Regions from separate parts of the Zea mays genome. Here region 1 is linked to region 2. A link is a contact called in public Hi-C data. All regions are on one chromosome and are shown on one strand. Each heading gives the region's core, a stretch centred on a gene start, on an enhancer-like site or on the middle of the called end of the contact. The rest is flanking DNA. Distances are from core to core; before and after follow the strand shown.

Region 1 (6,907 bases), core at 2,079-4,578, 270 kb before region 2:
TGGACTCGTAGGCGGAGGCGGCAGTCGGGTCTGTCTTGGATGTGGCCGACGGCTCCTCCATCGGGCGACGGCGCCTCTATCTCGATGGCTCCCGACGGTGGCACCCGACGACGGCTCCAGGTCCTTGTGCCCTGGCGGTTGTGCGTGAGCGAGAGAAGGGCCTAGAGGGGTTGTGCGTGAGCGGGAGTATATTTTACCGGGGTGCTTGTCTAATTCTCAAGTGTCAACCCTAAAGCCCACAAAGCAAATTGTGGCCCAGTAAAAACCCCAGCTGCAAAAGCCCAATAGCCATCAACAAAGGCATGTCCAAACTAGTCGTCCTCTCCCTAGTCGGACGACTAGTCGGACGACCATAATTCTAGTTGTACTAATCGCCTTGGTGGCCCTAATCGTTTCCAGTCCACCGACTAGTCCGATTAATCGCGATTAATCGCGATTAGTCGGACGACTTGAAAACACTGGCGGAGATGGTCTGCAGCAGAAGTCATGGGAAAGGATCTTTGACTCATGATACCAGATGTTATGGATCCTAGTTCATAACGGGATAAACAGCGCGGGGAAGATAGCCGGGCGAAGTCGGCTGGGGGACTAGACTATTAGAGAGATCCAAGACTAATTCTTCTTCATTGATTCCCCCTTAAGGAGGTACAACCTATCCTTATATAAATAGGAAGACTTGACCCTCAAGTAACTAACTCAATCTTGTCTAATCTAATCTCAAGTAACTAACGCAATCTTATCTAATCTAATATTTATCCACTAATCCTAACCCTGAGCCTATCCCTATGGCCTCCATGCCCTAGGCTGCCACCTCATGACATCAACAAACATCCACTGTCATGCAATCTATGACATTGTGTGAGCCTAAATTTTTACATATGAATTGACCCAATAATAATCATGTAAACCAGACAACATAAAAAACAAGGCTAGCAAACTTCTCAATACATATAGGGGTTGTTCGCTTCAGATTAAAGCCAGTTTTTCGGATTGCTGCAGATGTAATCTGTTGAGTTTGTGATCCAAATTCTACATATGGAGGCTGTGTTGGTGAGCGGAGCGGAGGCCCGTCACCGAGAGGCTTGAGCCAAAGCGTAATTAGGGTTTTTTGTGCTACGCATTGTTTTCTGGTCGAGCGACCAGCTAGTCGACCTAGGGGTCCGACTAGGCAACTAATCTCGATTAATCGACGATTAGGTCGACTAATCGACCTCTGGTCGACCTGGTCGTATACTAGTCGTCCTGTTCATCCAAGACATATGTATATAGTATATAACTAATTAACTATATACGGTATATAACTATATATAAAGGGTAGGGTAAACATGACATGAATTCTGCAATACTGATCAAAGGAATAAGGATTCAGAGGATGGCAACATGAACAAGGATGGCAATATGAACAGAATCTCTATTCTCTAATATGAACTGAGTCAGAAACATAGAAGGACAGAACACAATACAGAATACAGAAGTAAATATGACTATCACTGAATCTAGGGCCTTGCGTTGCGCGCCGAGGAAGACAAATTGGGGCCAAGGTTTTTTAATACATCGACTGTCACTGAATCTGTGCACCGGTGATCAACTTACCAGGAGGCAAGAGCCTTGTGCAGTGCGTCGACGCCAATGATCAAAACCCAAGAGCCAGGAGGACAGAGAACGACAACAGGAGAAGAGAAGAAATTAGAGATAGAGAACCAGAACTGCAGAAGGAAGGAGATGAAGACGCCAAGAATCGAGGAGATTAGACACAAACCGTCGTGTGCAAGGGTATATCACGACGGCGCCTCTGACGGTTCAGCTCCTGTAGCCGGACCGCCCGCCAAAAAAGGCCTACAAATTTTTTACATCATACAAACCCTAGTCGCTAAGTACTGTCTGATCGAGCGATTTATCGGGCCTAGTCGGACGACTAGGTCGACTAGAACACCTAATCGGGTCGGGTTCCCTAATCGCTTACCCTAAACCGACCAGCCCGACTAATCGCGATTAGTCGAACGACTTGAAATCAGAGGTGCTACGTCACAATCATTACTCCTCTTGTAAACCGTCGTCTAAGGATGGCGTTCTGTAAACACTCCACATCATAGTGAATGTTTCGTCTGCTGGTGCCTGTGGTTTTTCCCTTCGCGTTGAAGGGTTTTCTACGTAAATATGTGTGTCGTGCTCTGTGGTTTGTTGGTTGATCTACTTCGTTTTGTCTGCCGGTTTTGCTAACATAATCCATAGAGACAAAACAATGTAGAAGTAGTAGAAGCCGCTACGGACTAAAGCCAACCGAACAAGATGATAATTATATATCTTGTAAAGGAACTAAAGCATGCATAGTTATTTAAGTTAGATGCGAGTGGTTGAGATAAAAAGGAGAAACAATGAATGAGAGAGCATATTACCCTTTGCCGCCCAAAGAAGCAACCATCTGGTTCAATAGAGCCGAAGAAATCAAGCTTGAGTAGGCACCCTTTAAGTCTGTCATAGTACAAACCCCTGATGGGGAAGGTGCGGTCATACTCGTACTGCAAGCAACTCTCCGGATACTTCAACTGCAGAAAACATCAGGTCCGCTCAGAAACCACAAGGGCAGCATTCAGTCATCCATGCAAAGATGTGATGACACCCAAGAAAGAGAGGAACCAAACCTCATTGACCAAGTGCCTTTTGGCAAGATCGTAGATAAGGCATTGCAGGTGCTCGGAGTAGTGCGACAGCGTGTAGTCGTAGTCGAAGCCGTAGACCTGGAGGTCGTCCAGCTTGACGTTCTTGTTGACGTAAATGCCTGAAACCCGCGACAGCGTCCCAACGCTAGGCCAGCAATGTTAAGAGACTGAAGAACCGATCTGTAAAGCAAGACTGTAGGAGGATAGGGAAGCGAATGGGCAATCGAGATTCCCTTTTCCCGACCTTGCGGATTCATCTTGGGCATGTCCTTGATGGCGGCGGGAATGCTGAGGTAGTTGCGCTTGGCGTCATCGAACTCGCGGCGGATGCGCTCGATCTCGTCCTCGCCGGCGCCGGACCGCAGCGTGGTGGAGAGCGTGCAGAGCGCGCGCAGGTCTGTAGGGAGAAACGACAGCCCCAATGTCAAGGGAGACACGGTCAGCAGTCAACCCCATTCCGCAGCGGCATTCCGTCGAACGGCTCTAGTGCAACAACCTCCCAAGGACCGCAGCGCCGTCGCAGAGAGCGCCGGCGACAGGAGACCGTAGCGGTCGAGGAGGCGGAGGCGAGCCAACGCCATTGGGGCCTGCCTCGAGTTTGTCGGTCTGCCGGTCGGTCGCCGACGTGAAGGTGAGGGACGGGCGCAGGAAACGGCTGTTTTTCCTAGGCGCCCACGGGAAAAGGTCGCGCTCGCGGTTGCACTTGCACTTGCACACTTAGGCCCTGTTTGGGAACAAAGTTTTTGAAAACCACAGTTTTTGAAATACTATACTATACTTTAGTTATGACAATACCGTAGTTTATAATACCGCAGTTTTGAAAACTGAGGTCCAGAGCTAAGTTTAGAATGCCTTAAAACAACTATAGTATTTGCAATACTTCAGTTTTGAAAACAGAGATTTTACCCAGCTTGCCAAACACCATTATGTATATAATACTGCAGTATTTGAGAATACTGCAGTATTCTTCCAAAACTGCAGAAAAACTTTGTTCCCAAACACCCCCTTACATTACACGGGAGAAGGCTGACTGCGGCCTGCGGGAGAGGGACGTGTCCTAACGTGTGGGGCCACATGTACGTCCCGCCCAGTGGAGCTCTGCTTTGTGGAACGGTGGGGCGCGCGGCTTCCTTTTGCTCGATACACGATGTCTGAACTGCTGTGACCATCACTGACGTGTGGAGCCACATGTACGTCCCGCCCAGTGGAGCTCGTGGGCTGGTGGCCTGGTGGGGCGTGGGTAGGGCTGGTACATATTATCTACGTAACAATTGATGAACATGTTATATGTATGTGTGATGTCTATGACTCATGAGTTAAACTAATGATTGATGAACTGTGTTTATGTGTTAAATTAACCTATGCAAATATAACTGTGAGTTAAACTAATGAACATATGTATGGATAGTGAATTTGAGTGATGAGTTGTGTTAATTTAGTATTACATTGTTGTGCTCTGTGAAATTATAAGTATAATTACTATTTTATATTATTAAATTAGTTTGAAATTAACTAGAAATTGATTAATATATACATATTGTTTTTCTACTATAACTCACGAGCTAAACTAGCCAAACCGAGTTGATTCTGTGACTCGTTAGCTTAACAAGCCAGTTCAAACTCGGACGAGTCGAGCCTGACTGGATATCCAGCCCAAGGCGTGCGGCCTCCTTTTGCTAGATCCATGAAACCTAAACTGTTGTGACAGGGGCAGTGGCATGGCACCCGTAGAAAAGAAGACGACGATGAGCGAACGGGGCCCGGCCTCCAGGATCGGGAGAAGTGGAGATCCTGGTGTTAGTTGGGGTAAACCTAGCGGCCCATCTCTGCACGTCCCGATCCAACCAAAATGACGGGCTCTCGTTTCCGTTGTGCATATGCAGGCTTTTTGCTAGATCCATGAAGCCTAAACTGTTGTGACCACGCAAGCAGGGGCAGTGGCATGGCGCCTGTAGAAAAGAAGACGACGCTGAGCGAACGGGGCCGGCCTACGGGATCGGGAGATCCTGGTGTTAGTTGGGGTAAACCTGGCGTCCCATCTCCGCACATCCCGATCCAACCAAAATGATAGGCTCTTGTTTTCGTTGTGCGCGTATTCCATAGACTCGAACACCATCCATCATGTGCAGGGTGTTGAGAACTACGTTACCACGGATCACCAGATCCGCACCCTTCCCTCCCGTCAGTAGATTAGGCGCGAGAAGTCGTGGAAGACTCGTATCCCTTCCCAGAAGCACGACAGTGAAACACACGAGACACAGGATGTAGGGTTGGGCCTCTGGCCTCTTTCTCTTCTCTGTATTATGAGGGGGTGTACAGGTTCCTTATATAGAGATGTGAGACCCCTCAGGGGCAAAGCAGGTATTTGCCCACATAACCCTAACTAGGGTTACTTAACACTCCCCCTTGGGCGAATACCGCGACCAACACATGCCTCGTTAAAACTCCGAAAAACCCAGTGGGAAAATGTGGAGAAAGAGTGCATGGTGATACAAATTGCATTTGCACTTTGTTGCCTCGTTAAAAACCTCATGTGAGAAACTTCAAGAAAACTCACCAAGGGAAAAAGAGTACAACAACTGTCATCGGGACAGATTTCGATCCTCTGGGATCTAGATTCTATCGAATCTTCTACAAGGGCTAACTTTTAGAAATGTGCTCCCCCTGATCCTTGCAAAACCGTATCAATAAGGCAAAACATCTTCTTCTGGAAGTATATGCACCTAAAGATTTAGCAAACAGATTGCATATCTTTGCAAGGACTATTTCAGGAACTTTACCTCTACTCACTTCTAGGATATACGAGGTAAGTGCACGTATCAATATAAATAAGCCAATTTGACCGATGGCGTTCGATAGACTGGATCTATATATTTGATAGAAAATTCCATAAAGGTTCACATCAAGCTCACGCCTTCAGGGCATAGAATATGACATTTATTGTCTCGCGATTGTCCCTCATCCCTCATTCGCTCCCCCTGACGATGACATCTGTCAAAGTCGTTATCCCTCATAACTCAAGCATATTCTTCAATATATATGTCTCATTGTTCATCTAGAATAACGAGAATGGATGAGGTTGGGGTGCTATCATTTTCTATCTTACACCACAATTTATATATAGTTGTGCAAAGCAAATAACATGTCCTTCAATAGGACTTAGGGGATAATATAGTTGCAATAGTACATATTCTAAATATGACACATCGCTCGAGGCGTTCATCCATTGCAACATCTATGATGGTGTAACAAAAGTCCATCTAAGATCGTAATCCATCAGGGATTTTTCATCGATCAGATACATCGTTATAGTCTGTCATTCTAGCACAATAGAGATATTTTGCCAGTAACACCTAAACCTTATAGGTTTCTGCCATCAGGGCTTTGGAGGATACCGTAATTCCACATATAGTGGAAATTACCATGAGTAAAACTCATGGAATGCACATGTGCTTATTCGGTGAACTTCAAGTCCTTTGGTACCTCATCTTATTCCTTTTCGGGTCTGTATGGGTCTTTATCCCTTTATAGGGATTATCAAACTTTGGTGTTCAACACAGACTTTGTTTCTTCTGGATAGGTTCCATCTGGGAACGATAGTCTCAACTAGGAGATATTCTCCCTACATAGGAGAGTGATCATTCATCATGAATGTATTATTCGGTATGAGATTTATATGTTGCATATTTATAAATCAAATATATGAATCCTCATAGGATCTCATGACGGATCTTCGGAATCCTATTAACTGCATAATTTAATTCATGCCATTTACCAGATATATTACATAGCAGAATAGTGTTTATTCAACACATATGTGGGATGGGTCTCTCACAAGACCACTTGAACCATCGCATTCACCACACATTATTTCAATAGTGCCCATAATGTCCAAACTTCAAGCTCGCGACTTTCACTTTGCGATTCTTGGTTCAACCTCGATTGCATTTATCAATGACCCGATAAGAGAGCTTAAAGCACTCATGCCTAGGACTTTGTTTTGGATCCGTTTGCAATCTAGAGAGGCAAGATAGGTGTCGACATATTTGTCTCCCACATTTAATAATAATCTCTGTCATTTCCCAAAATGAAAGATTCATTGTTCCGTATTCCCAGCACAATGATATTGCGCGCATTGCTAGGAATTTCATCATCAAGATGAACCTCTTTGTGAGGCAAATCACCATCAGGGTGAATTAATCGGAGGAAAGTTATCACAAACCACGTGAATCTGCAATCAGAACATA
Region 2 (7,239 bases), core at 4,681-7,180:
AATTGTTTTGTAGGTGTTTATTTTGATAAACATCTGAGGAACCAGTGATATCTTGCCATGATCAATGCAAAAAAATATAGAGAAATAAGTGCCCGATTCACTTGGTACTTCATACGACTGCAAAGACCTCATTGACTCCATGAGTATGCATAAACTAAAAAATTACTAATCCCTTATTAACTTATTCGAACCTCTTATTCTATGTTTTACAATGTGTATGTCACACACGGATTTAGGGGCCGAACCCGGGCACGTCTCAAATGTGTGCTAGGATCAAGTCTCCCACATATGATGACTCATGGTACAGAAACGAATGTCACATCTTTAACGAATGTCACAAAATAGTTGAATAATTACATCATACGAAGACAACAATCCAGCAACCATAGTTGACTGGGAGACGACGACTTAGACCTCTCACGAACGCATCGCGACATCCTTTACGCTCCACATCTTGCGGTACCTGTTTTTGACCTGGGGGATGTGAGTACAACAAGAGTGAGCTCACATACGTTCATCGCTCAACAAATTGTGGGGAATAATGTGCATGAGCTCACTTACGGTGGGGGCTCATGTGAAGTGTAAGGCTTACCAAAGAGGATGATTAAAGTTGAGTATTGCTTTTAAAGTTGGTCAAAATTTTATTAGCAGTTACTAAGTATAAGTAGATACCAACCCAGTTAAATAACAGGTCACAATTAATAATAACACCCACAATGCAATGCATATGACATATTAAGTTTAGTTAAATAAATTAATCATGCGAGAGTCCTAAGTCGCTCTTGACCGCGAGCACAGCTGATATACCAGTTTTACACTCTGCAGAGGTTGCGCCCTTTACCCACAAGTCATGTTACCAATTTGCCAAGCGATCGCGACTTCCCATTCATCCCTACCGAGTAGATGAGGCAGAGTAGCACTACGAGGCCTTTCCAAAGTTCCACTAGTTCGAGAAAACCCACTACGAATTCAGGAAGAAGGAAGCATAGGAGTCCCTCGTCCGAAAAGCCATCGCACCAGTTCGACCCGAGGACCTCGCTGTACTCTGCAACGACGCCTCCCTGCTTGCCCCTTTCAGGTAAGGTAATCTCTCCCTAGCTTTCCTAATTAACTAGCCAAGTGCGTCCCATTCCACCCTTGTGGTAGCACTGTTATCTCAAGTTAAGCTCCATGTTCCAATTAACACAATAGTCTTTTCATGAACAATAATTAAATCCACAGCAATATTGGAACATGATCATAATTCAATATATCATTAATCCCAAAACCATGTAGAGCAATAGTAAGTCTACCCAATAGTTCATTGGTTTGCAAGGTATGGGGTAAACAAACTAGGGAAACCTATTAGGTCCCATCAGATTAACCTGAGCATGCCACAATGATTAACAGAGAACATTATTAGGTAAGAAGAGTGACTAAGGGCACAACTTGCCTTATACTTGAGACCCCAGGTACTTCACCAAGCTGGTCTTCGGGTTTCTCGTGACCTCACTGCTACTCGTGTCAAAACATACAGACATTGCATAGGAAAAATTAACATCACACCAAACATAAGAACAAATAGCGTAAGAATACTCTACGCGTCGCTACGAGAGCGTAGGTTCGAGAACCACTAAATCCGGAGTTATGGATGTAAAGATATGGTTTTCTAAAGTTCTTAGGTGATTACACAATGGAACTATATTCTATGTTGATTAGACTAAATAAGGTGAGGATGATATTACTAACTCAACTCTAATTTATGTCATAACCTGATTAGAGATCATGTTACAGTCAAATTATAATTATAGACATGTCAACTTTGGATTAGGAGACTTACTAATCATAGATCAAAATATCTGTTTATAAACATAGGTGATATGATAAAATAATGTGGTTACTGCGTAGACAAATTTAATACGAGACTAACGCAACTTGAACGAAGTAATTCAGAGTTAAGGTGCAAAAGTTAGGATTCAAACACGTTTTAGGACTCTTTTTATACTAGGAAATACTATCCTCGGATGTTTCTGTGAATACCAGGGACTGTTTTGTAAAAACTGAGGACCCAACCGTTATTTCCTTTAAACTTATAGGACGACAGGTTTATTACTTAAAATCAGAGGGGCTCTTTAGCTAATTTACAACGGCGAAGGGGTATCCTTGCATCTGGGTCGTTGGATCCATGCCCGATGGTGTAGATTAGCTTTGGCCGCTTTATGAACCTAACGCGCGATCAACTGCAAGATCTAGATCCAACGCATAGGATTCCACGGGCCGAACGTTATCCTGGCCGCATCACACAAGATCAACGACCGAGATTTAAACTGTGAACCGGTATCCCATTGATCTATTCCTAGCCACCCATCCTATGACCTACGACCACGATTAATATGAGCTGGAAAGTTACCATCTTCTAATCTCCTCTGTTGGCTATCAATCTGACGGCACGTGTGCGTTTTACCCAACATGACTCCCCCCCCCCCATGGCCGACCCTATGCTCGACCCACGGCGAGGGTGTTGTGAGGCTATAGATAAGATAAGTTTACGATTGATGGCTTGAGGTGTTATGGTGACATGTATTTATATGGGCTGGGAGGTGGGTGGTTAAATAACAGATCTAATCTTGTACTTATCTGTTACAATCATACAATATCTATTAGGAACTCTAACAAACTCGAAACCAAATCTATTACATGACAGATCTAATCTGGTACTTATGTGTTACAATCCTATCCTATCTATTAGTAACTCTAACAAACTCGAAACCAAATCGGCTACATGATAGATCTAATATGGTACTTATCTATTACAATCATATCTTATCTGTTAGGAACTCTAACAAACTCGAAACCAAATTAGTTGTGCAGGTGAGAAGTTTGGTCGGGCGGTTACAACAACTATGGTGGTTATTTTGTTACGAACAACAAGGGATGGCTGATGTCATGGATGATGTAATAGTGATGCAAGATCCGGCAAGTGGAATAAAAAATAGGAGGAAAACTCACGTGGATGTGTTCTTAAGTGGCCAAATAGGTAAGCCTTTTATTTGCTATTCTTTTTTTCCTATTTTTTATTTCCATATTTAATTATCCCAATTCAAATCTGATTTTAAATTTTGAAACCATATTTATATGCACAACCAAAACACCAACATAAATGCAAATATTTTACATTTATTTACTCCTTATTTACTTTGCTCAAATAATTATTTGTATGCATGAAATTTAATAAGCATGGAAGTCACATAGTTATATAACCCAGTAGGAGTGATTTATATAGAATAACTCACTATCCTATCTATTATAGTTTAAGTATATAACCAACATTTTATATTTACTATTTATTAAATTTTAGGGAAGATAGATTCAATTCATAACTTCGTTATAATACGCTTGAAATTTTAAATCTTTCGGGAATTTTCTTAATTCACCAAAATACGATTATGTAGTGTTACAGTATAAAGATTAGGGATTGCAAAGACAAATTGATATGGTATCTCTGCGTAAGGAGTTAAAAGATCACACGTAGCTAGACCTCCAAGTTGCTTCTTGACCACCGAGAGAAATAGAATTGGGATATGCAAAGCAGACAGATGGGTACACCCTAAACGTTTCTTAACTAATTTATTCATTGGTATCAATCTTGCCATTTTTATTGATGTATAATGTAGCTCTTCATATGTCCTCTTTCTATTGAACTATATCGAATACTGGACATGGGATAAGTTGTCTGATAGTTTTACTCATGTATATTATTACTACTATGTGACATATATGAACATCTACAATAAATGCAATATATAATACCAAATAAATTGTTTCTTATTTGTAGGATGACATGTCATACTTAAGGAAAAAATGGCTGCTATATTGCTATCTTCAGACATGAACAATAGAAAGGATGTCTGTTATACAAATATGAAAAAGAAGCTGACACTGGAAGCCCCTCTGATGTTCAAATATCAGATAGTCCGACAAATCCTAAGAAGAGGAAACTACTACGTGTTCCTGATGATAGCGAAGTAATGATGGAAGATGAGTTTGGCCCCATTACTCAAGCAGACTTAGATATGCGATTTGTTGATGAATGGGATAAAAGAACTCGTTCCAAATTCTCGATCGATGGGTGTACCAACGACTTTTTAATGAGTGGTCTTTCCACAAAGCACATGCTAGTGACCAAAGTCGATTTAATAAATGTTCTATGTGCATCATGAAAATCCAAGACGATACGACATTACAGTAAGTGCTCGTAGTTTTATCTATTTTATGTCTACTAACTATATAGATATATGATATATACCTTTGTCATGCTACATTACATGATGACATGTGTGCGAAGTTTCAACCCTTTTAAGATAGAAATATCTCTCAAAGATATGCAAGAAATATCCAAAATAAATCAAGATATGACCCAAAAATGTTTTGACATGGTTGTTTCACTTCTTGCCAATCAAGAAAAAAGGCCAAAAGGTGAAAAGATAAGGGCTAGAAAGCATTATATTGTCATGCGCTTCAGTGTAAGTTTATTTCTTATCAATATCGTAATAATATATGGTATCTATATATAATCCTCATGTAGTAATATATATATATATATAAATTATCTAGAGAGTAACTGGTTTTGGCAAAGTTCCAAAGTATCATGAGGACACTACAATAGAAGAGTTAGCGAAAACATTTGACTGTTGGCCATCAATGAACTATTATATCACGGGTTGTAAATATGTAAGTCTCTGTTCATTTCGAATGCATTTATAAAGGACACATCTTTGCAATCCTAATGGTTGATATTTTGCAGATTCTTATGCCATGGAAATTCATCGATTGATACGTCCTTTTCATAGTCGATCATGGTAAGAAGTATGTGACTTTCATCGACTTTACACTCACTCGAGATTAGTGTAAGCATATGCCATACAAGATATTCGCAGAAGCGACTATCATGACCTCAAAGAAATATAAGATTATTTACAACAAGAAACGTTCTAGATGGACATAGAATATTTTTAAGTGGGGACATACAATTCAAACTAATTCTCCAATGAACTCAAAAGGGTTTTTTGTACCACCTTCTGAGCAATTTAAAAAAAATTCTAGGATTTCTATTATATATAACATAGTTGGTGAAACATTATTCTATAGGATTAATAAAAACTACCTCATTCTATAAGTTATGACCATGTGCGGGAATGATCGACGAATGAAATTTGTTAGGGTGATTGGAGTACATTTATTTCATGTTCAAACATACATTCCAATTACATAATAAAAAAATTGCATTTTGTTCTATTATATCTTGTGCATAGGATCCAAAGATTGTTTAGAGGAACTTTGTGATTGACCTGTTAAGTTATAAGTGTAATTAATACTGATATACCATCACTACAAACATATAACAGATGCATCAATGTCGCTAAAAAAGTTTAGATTAACGCAATATATTTGCCTAACATTCAGAATTCTATATTGATTCTTTAAAAATAATTTTTGTGATACTATAATGTTTGTTCGACATCAGTTCATTCTATTTAGTCAACATATTTATAATAATATTACATATTTATATCGTCAATATAATATTAATATTATACTGATATTTTGTCATACAGATTTTATATATTATAATGATACTTATCGTTCTATTTTTATGTTTTATATTAGTTTTTAACTCTAAGACTTTGCTTTAAGATGTCGTGAAAATGACATGGTACTTTATGCGTATAATATCAGATGCGACTATACAAAGCACGCTCTCTAGTCATCAACGAATTCCATTTATTTCTTTCCTCAATAAACTTTCTCCACGTGCATCGAACTTTACAGTGGACTCGACCAGATTAGCGTTTACCGTTTGGGCCAGCCAGCTCGTTGGCGCGGGCCGTGGCCCTGGCCCCGGGCGCCCTCACGCCCGCTGGCCGCTATAAATAGCGTTCGGCGTTCCTGTCTCCACCCATCCCAAGAAGAGCCGCCCTACCTATTCCTTCTCCCCGCCGTCGAGCTGCCCAACCCAGAGCACCAGCAGCCCTCACCTCCTTCCTCTCGGCCGGTCCTTCCAACGAGCCCGCTGGTCTTGGAGCCGCCACCGTTCTCGTTCTGGACGAACGTGAGTTTTCCTTCCTCTCGTCCTTCCTTGCGCTCGGTTTACTCATCCTGCTGCCGTGCCCTGCGTTGTGTGCGCCAGGACTCTGTTGGGTCCTGAGAGGAGTGGCCGGCGGTTTCGTCTGTGGTAGATCGTAGTACGTTGGCTTAGATCTTGGTTAGGTTCTTGAGGGCGCTTTTGATTTTCGTCGGGAGAGTTTGAGATCGCCTTCCTGCCCCCGTTTGTCGGAGGTGTCAGGAAAACTTACATTTTGTCTGTGCTACCTTAGAATTTGGATCCTGATAACTGCTAATCGTTTGTGCTGTTCTGCTGCCCAAGAAGGAGAACTTACTCTCTTTCGATCGACAGGTTCAAGGAGATTGCATTTGTGGATGCTCTAATGGAGTCGAAAGGTGGCAAGAAGTCTAGTAGTAGTAGTAGTAATTTCATGTACGAAGCTCCCCTTGGCTACAAGATCGAGGACGTTCGCCCAGCCGGAGGAATCAAGAAGTTCCAGACTGCTGCTTATTCCAACGTAAGAACCAAAAAACCTGCGGTACAAGCAATGCCGTTCTAAATCTACTTCTCATTGATACGTTCCACGCTTTGGTTACTGACGCTCGTTATTTGTTTGATCTTTTGTTTTGCAGTGCGTCCGCCAGCCATCCTGATATCGCCTCACATGCAATTCGCGGTAGAGTAGGATTTTAATTCAGTTTTCCTCTTGTGTCGGTAGTTTTCCGTTGGCTCTGGCTGCCTTCCTCTGCTTCTGAGATTCCAACTTGTCTTGCCCATCTCTCCTTTTCCTCTCTCATCCTCTCTTTCTTGCAACGTCATCCAGTGGCGATGTCTTCAGCAGATTCTTGTGTCTCTTCTCCTGCCTCCCCTATTGGCTTTGAGGGCTATGAGAAACGCCTCGAGATCACGTTCTCTGACGCGCCTGTTTTTGAGGACCCTTGTGGTCGTGGCCTGCGCGCCCTCTCCCGTGAGCAGATCGACTCGTTTCTGGATCTCGCACGGTGCACCATAGTGTCACAGCTCTCCAACGAGAGCTTCGACTCATATGTTCTGTCCGAGTCCAGCCTCTTTGTGTATCCCCACAAGGTTGTTCTGAAGACCTGTGGGACGACGAAGCTGCTGCTCGCCATTCCTCGCATCCTTGAGCTTGCTGCAGG

Evidence for each region. Hi-C and Micro-C count contacts between places; a contact is called where the count stands out from the background.
Region 1: a contact with region 2 is called in a Hi-C map of leaf, with 5 times the contacts expected there. The contact joins the promoter of LOC100384794 here to the promoter of LOC103632784 in region 2. A contact is called at or near these places in 3 of 25 Hi-C or Micro-C datasets (leaf and tassel).

The regions. Positions count from the first base shown.
Region 1 is chr7:123,447,631-123,454,537 of Zm-B73-REFERENCE-NAM-5.0, reverse strand. It overlaps LOC100384794, which reads right to left and starts at 3,328. Exons shown (of 13, transcript NM_001177240.2): 1 at 3,157-3,328; 2 at 2,905-3,057; 3 at 2,643-2,779; 4 at 2,397-2,546. The coding sequence starts at 3,241.
Region 2 is chr7:123,184,222-123,191,460 of Zm-B73-REFERENCE-NAM-5.0, reverse strand. LOC103632784 (S-adenosylmethionine decarboxylase proenzyme) reads left to right here and starts at 5,930. Exons shown (of 3, transcript XM_020541159.3): 1 at 5,930-6,088; 2 at 6,434-6,599; 3 at 6,715-7,239. The coding sequence starts at 6,911.